Regions from separate parts of the Mus musculus genome. Here region 1 is linked to region 2. The links are chromatin contacts, called in public promoter capture Hi-C maps. All regions are on one chromosome and are shown on one strand. Each heading gives the region's core, a stretch centred on a gene start, on an enhancer-like site or on the middle of the called end of the contact. The rest is flanking DNA. Distances are from core to core; before and after follow the strand shown.

Region 1 (3,049 bases), core at 15-2,514, 220 kb after region 2:
TGCAGCTGCCTCCCACGGGGCCTCTTGCCATCTGGGGGGCTGGCTGCTTCTTAGCTGAGTCTCTGTGTGTCACAGCTTGTGGCACAACTCCCTTCTCTCCCCCGTTTCTTCGTGTCTTAAATAGATTTTCTTTTTTCAGAGCATTGGGGACCTGCAGCAGGGAGCCAGCCAAGCCGAGGGAGAGGGAGGCTCCTAAGGGACCCAATATGTGTGGCAGCAGGGGTGGGGGGGGTATGTGTGCGGGTGGTGGGGGGAGAGGAGAAAGGAAGAAGACTACAGATTAAGTCCATCAGGTGCAAAGGTCCTGTGGTCAGAGACTTGCTCATAGAGACAGAAGGCTAGGAAGCAGGAAGGCCAGGGGTCTCAGGATGAGCCTCAACTCAGTCATATCAGCTACCGGCCCTGGGCACAGAGGCCTCACAGGGGAATAGAAGACAAGTGGGTCTTCTCTTCCTCCCAGGGAAAGACATGAGAACAGGCTCTACTCCCAGCCTGGCCTCATCACTATCCTCAGAGCAAAATATGACAGTCCTGTGTGATCTGAGGCTCAGGTAAGTTCTGAAACGGACTGAGCATCTCGAAGCGCCTAGCCCTGGCTGGGGAGCCGATTTGGAGCCAGCTAGGAGGCACACTGCATTCAGGTTCCACTTCCTGGATCCTTCTTGGCCACATAGAAGGTCACACCAGGGGGCCAGCCGCCTTCCTGACCCCACTGCTCAATTGTACTTTGTATCTGCTGTCTGCTCGGATCTGAGTCTCTCCCGGTGCCTGGCCCACTGTGGATGTAAGTGCCCACATTTGGTAGACAGTCAGAGAGACCCTGCTGTGTGTTAGTTCTGAGCTGGTGACAGGCCACAATCCTGAGCCAGCCTGGAAAAATGCAGAGTGGGAGGCTGGGGGGGGGGGGGGCGCCGAGGGACCTCCAGCTGCCAGCAGCAGCAGATCTGATTTTGCCTGCACTTGCAAAGAAGTGAGCACCAGCCAGGAGCAGCTCAGGGTGTGGAGCAGCCTAGGCAGAGGTCCCGAGGCAGGGCTGCCTCCAAAAACCAGTGGAAGCCATCAGGAAGGCAGATGTGAAGGGCAAAAGGGGTCACCCGTGTGTGTGTGTGGGGGGGGGGGGAGTGTATCACTGGCGTGAGAGGAAGGGCGCCACTGGCATGAGGGGAGGGCAACCGGGATCTTCGCTCTAAGGAAGGTGGGAGTCACAGGAGGAGAGTAGATGCTTTGGGCTGTAACAGATTTAACAGACTGCTGCTGCTTAAGAGATGAAGCTGGTAGGGGAAGGCGTGGCCACTGGAAACCCAGAGGACTGGATTAGTGCACAGGGTCCAGGCAACAAAGGTGGCTGGAACCAGGAACTGTGATCCTCGCTAATGAAATGGTTGCAGAACAGGCTGGGGGCGGGGGTGGGGGGGGGGTGGAGGGAGAAGCAGCCAGGGGTGACCCTGAGTCCTTAGTCCGGCATAGACAGATGGTTCAGCTTGGCAGAGATGTGAAATGCCAAGAAGGGGGCCTGAGGCCCATCTCCAGCAGCGGTAAGTTCAAGATGCCGTGAGCCATCTGCCACTCCATGGCGGCAGCGTTGAGTTCCCTCCTGGGACCCCCGCTGCAGGAAACAGGATGCGCTGTCTGCCTGGAGAATCCAGAACCTTTGCTCATCTCGGCTCGCCTCGGGCGCTCTGGCTCCTCTGGGGATTAGGCGAGCCAACCCGATCTTTCTCTGAGCTCAGCAGCTCTGCCTCTGCCTTACGCCGTGGGGAGGCTGGCGTCATAAATGAGCCACTGTGATCCCCAGCCTCAGATGTGTCTCCTGGAGCGGCTCAGACAATAGACGGGATTTGGATGAGCTCACGCTGTGGCGGGCACCTTAGACGCGCCATGAATCACGACACGGGACAGGAAGCCACAGTGATCTCAGTCCCTAAGAGGGAATAAGAGAGGCCCCTAGGCCCCTCCTGCCCCAAATTACCATTCTGTGTGCAAGCAGGGTGGTGCACTCAGGGCGCGCGCATACTGGCTTGTGTTCATGTGGTGTGTGTGTGTGTGTGTGTGTGTGTGTGTGTGTGTGTCCCAGATTTAGAGTAAAAGGAGAGATGAAGGTTGTTTCTGTTTTATTTTGAAACATGTAGCCCTGGCTGACTTGGAACTTGCTCTGCACACCAGGCTTGGAACTCTGAGTTCTATCTCCTATCTCTGCTTCCTGAATCCTGGGCTTAAAGGTGTGTGCCACCACGGTCAGCAAGTGAAGGTTTTCTTGAGGACATGAGGAAGATGTCATTGTTGCAGGTCCCTGAGCAAAGTACCTGGCCTCTCTGGGTTTCTTTCTTTATCCCACAGTAGGTAAGGATAACAATTACTAAAGATGCTGAGATGAACCACTCCCTTCTGATGCTCAGAACAGGGTGGTGTACCATTTTAAGAATGGGTATGGTGGCCGGGTGTGGTGGCACACGCCTTTAATCCCAGCACTCGGGAGGCAGAGGCAGGCGAATTTCTGAGTTCAAGGCCAGCCTGATCTACAGAGTGAGTTCCAGGACAGTCAGGGCTATACAGAGAAACCCTGTCTCAAAAAAAAAGAAAGAAAGAAAGAAAGAAAGAAAGAAAGAAAGAAAGAAAGAAAGAAAGAAAGAAAGAGAGAGAGAAAAGAGAAGAGAAGAGAAAAGAAAAGAAAAGAAAAGAAAAGAAAAGAAAAGAAAAGAAAAGAAAAGAAAAGAAAAGAATGGGTATGGTTGGGTGTGGTGAGTCATGCCTATAATCCCAGCACTTGGGAGGCGAAGGCAGGAAGGTTGTAGGTTTGAGGCTAGTCTGAGCTATGACGCAAGACTGGAGTTAGGGGTGGGGGTGGGGGAGAGACATAAGATTTAGTCAGGTTCACATGCCGTGTGTGTGTGTGTGTGTGTGTGTGTGTGTGTGTGTGTGTGTGTGTATGAGTGGTTGGGTGTATAGTGTGCATGTGTATAAGCATTTGATATACAGATGTGACACGGGTACCTTCTTCCATTGCTCTGTATTGAATATGTTGAGATAGGATCTCCAATTTGAACCCAGA
Region 2 (2,883 bases), core at 342-2,841:
CAGTGGTTATGGGCATAGCAGCAGCGGGCAGACTGGCGCTGGCATTCAGAGGGTTAAAAGCATTGGCGCCGAGCGGCGGGGGCTCTTCCCACTGATCATATTTACCCATGAGTGCCTTTCTAATAATGGCCTCTAGCCCCATGTTGGTGCTGGCGTGTTCTTGCACCGCCTGGCTTCTACAGGTCATAAGGCCTGGGAGAGAGACAGACAGACACACAGGGGGGCGGGGGCCGGGGAGCCAGAGGGTTACGAGAGATAGAATGAGGAGGGAGGAGGGAGGAGAGAGAGAGAGAGAGAGAGGGAGAGAGAGAGAGACACAGTGAGCACACATCTGCCGAGCATCGTTCATCCCTCCAGCCCGCCTTTCTGTTGGGTGCTGATGGGGTTCCTGACTGTCCCTGCAGCTCATGGCTGTTCCAGGGAGGGGCTCTGGGGTGGCTAGAGGGTCCCCAGCTCTATTCCTATTCTATACTCCAATCCCAACTGAGGCTATTTTTAAAATTTTGACTCCACGTGGATGGCCCAAGGGGCGGGCAAGGGAAGAAGGCTGTGGTATTGAGTCAAGCTGGAGCTAGGTGCTGGGACAGGGGACAGAAGTCCAGCTGGGGTCTTCTGGTGGGTAGATTCTAGGAAGGGATGTGGAGGAGGAAGGTGACCAAAGATAGGACCCCCCTGCTGTCCCCTTTTCCTCAAGGGGTTAGGGACCTCAGCCTGCCTGATCCCCCTGAACTAGGCTTGCCTCCCCTGCCCCATGTCTCCCCCACAGGAGCCAGAGAAAGGTAGAGAGCTGGGCACAAGGGGTGGGGTGGGGTGGGGGTCACAGCCATGCAGTTATGTGCGTGCAAGGACAGGACAGCACTGGACAGGTGAAGGGTCACTCCAGCCCTGGCTGGCCCGGCCCCATGACAAGGACAGAGTGGTCAAATCAACAAAGTGGCCTTAGAAGATGTTTGCAGACTCCACTGAGCCTCTGCAAAGCCTCTCTGGTTCTCTCTCTCTCTCTCTCTCTCTCTCTCTCTCTCTCTCTCTCTCTCTCTCTCCCTCCCTCCTCCTCCCTTTCCCTCCCTCCTTCCCCCCCCCCCCGAATTGTGCTCTGGGACTTCTGGTAAATGCTGGGGCAGGCAGGCATCCCCTTCTCACTGGATGCTTCCGGAGCCTCCTGAGGGTTGGAGCCTGATTAGTAGGCCTGGAACCCCAGCTATTTCTGAGGCTAGCTTAGTCTACAGAGGGAGTTCAGTGCAGTCCATGCTAGCCTGGGCTGCCGAGGAGACCTGCCCTCAGAGAAGAGGGCTGTGTTGTTGCTCACTACAGGACGGGACACTTGCTGGGTTGAGTGCTTCAATCCCAAGTATCAACAAACTGCTCCAAATCCAGATGGAAAAAAGAACAAAACAGTGGCAAGCTCAATCGAGTCAACCACCCTCCAAACCAAACAAATGAAACAAAACAAAAAACCAAAAAAACCCAAATCACCACCACCAACAAAACCACAAACAATGACGACGTCATCAGCAGGATTCCTAGCCCATGCCACTGGCCAGTCTCTGATGCCCTGTGAACCTCCAGGCTGCCTGAGCCTTGTGAAAGCCACATGGCCAAACATGCTGGCTGGCAAGCCTCTGGTTTGTAAACTAGCCAGGCTTCTGAGGATGGAAGGGACAGTCACTGGGTGACTGCTGGCAGCCTCGGCTTGGGTTTCAGGCAAGCTCGGGCCAGGGCTGGTCATGTTGGTCATGTGCCCACAGTGCTAAGCAAAGGTTACCAAGAAAAAGCTGAACTTCCAACAGGGGTGAATGCACGCGCACGCACGCACGCACGCACGCACACACACACACACACACACACACACACACAATTCAACCTTAAATAAACAAGCCCCACCCCACCACTCCTCTACATCCAGAATAAAGAGGGAGAGAGAGGAGGTAACACAGAAAAGGGGGACAGAGGGGAGTTTCCTGATGGAGCACGGCTCCTGGGCCTTGTCTCCGTGGTGTTGAGCTTGTGACCTGATGGCACTGGGCACAGCCATAACTTTTCTCTCATCTACCTTTGGTGTGGTGTTGAACGTCACTGGCTAGGCCTGGAAACATGTCTTTGAGAACTAACATTTAAGGGGCGATGTTTGAGGATGTCTGTGTGTGTGTGTGAGAGAGACAACTAAGTTAGGTTTTAGCACAAATCACTGTATTACCCTATCTATATGCATATACACCCAGGTGTCTAGAACCTATGTCAAGATTTAGCACACTCTAGAAACACGCATCTCCAACCACATTCCTGTCTCGGTCAGTTTCCTTCTGCTTGAGGCTCAGCAAAGGCCCCAGGCTGTCCCTGCCAGGATCCTACCCCATCCCCTTTACAGGTCCTGTGGTCTTCTGGAAATGTCCCCAAGGGTTAATCTGGCCACCTTATTCCCTAGGCCCAAGGCTCCACACAAATAAGGAAGTAGGGACCCTTGCCTGTTCCTCTGGCCTGGATTAAGTCCCCACAGCTTCCCCTGTGACACAGTCACCGAGCCCATTTGTTCCCACGACAAGCTTCTTTCCCAGGGGGCAACGTGATAATAAGCACGGGAAGCGGATGCTCTAAGCCCCAAGCACCATACTGAAAGCCTGAGACTTCTGCCACAAACTGCACGTGAGTTTGACACTTTTCCCTCACATTACTGCCTGCATCTGATTTAGAAAATGGCCAGAGACTTTAGTGTGAAAGATGCCTGCGGCACCCTGAATCTCTGTACCCCAAGGCCAATCCCTCAGGTCCACACTTGGTGACGTGCCCCAGCCCCAAGCCCCAGCAACTGGCCAAGTGTTTCCGGGGTGTACCTAACACCCACTTGAGGGACCCTGACCTCAAACCTTGGGCACTCCTCATGTAGGG

What was found. Capture Hi-C pulls out chosen DNA fragments and counts their contacts.
Region 1: a promoter capture Hi-C map of adipose tissue shows a contact between it and region 2. The contact joins two enhancer-like sites. A contact is called at or near these places in 12 of 484 Hi-C or Micro-C datasets (B cells, the C2C12 cell line, CD4 T cells and 7 more), 10 of 115 datasets of contacts at active chromatin or transcription factors (bone marrow-derived macrophages, double positive thymocytes, embryonic basal ganglia and 6 more) and 4 of 9 other capture datasets (adipose tissue, embryonic stem cells, liver and 1 more).

What each region holds. Positions count from the first base shown.
Region 1 is chr5:125,244,102-125,247,150 of GRCm38.p6, forward strand. All of the region lies in intron 2 of Gm32585 (a long non-coding RNA gene), which reads right to left. Among named protein-coding and RNA genes, the nearest start is that of Gm32585, 6.8 kb to the right of the region's middle. Within about 2 kb of position 1,265, at least 227 of the 459 cell types and tissues checked have an H3K27ac peak or open chromatin away from gene starts, as enhancers often do. A contact at or near this core is called in the C2C12 cell line, the HL-1 cell line and adipose tissue, where this site is marked.
Region 2 is chr5:125,019,855-125,022,737 of GRCm38.p6, forward strand. It overlaps Ncor2 (nuclear receptor co-repressor 2), which reads right to left. Exons shown (of 47, transcript NM_011424.3): 45 at 1-192. Among named protein-coding and RNA genes, the nearest start is that of Rflna, 18 kb to the left of the region's middle. Within about 2 kb of position 1,592, at least 44 of the 459 cell types and tissues checked have an H3K27ac peak or open chromatin away from gene starts, as enhancers often do. A contact at or near this core is called in the C2C12 cell line, the HL-1 cell line and adipose tissue, where this site is marked.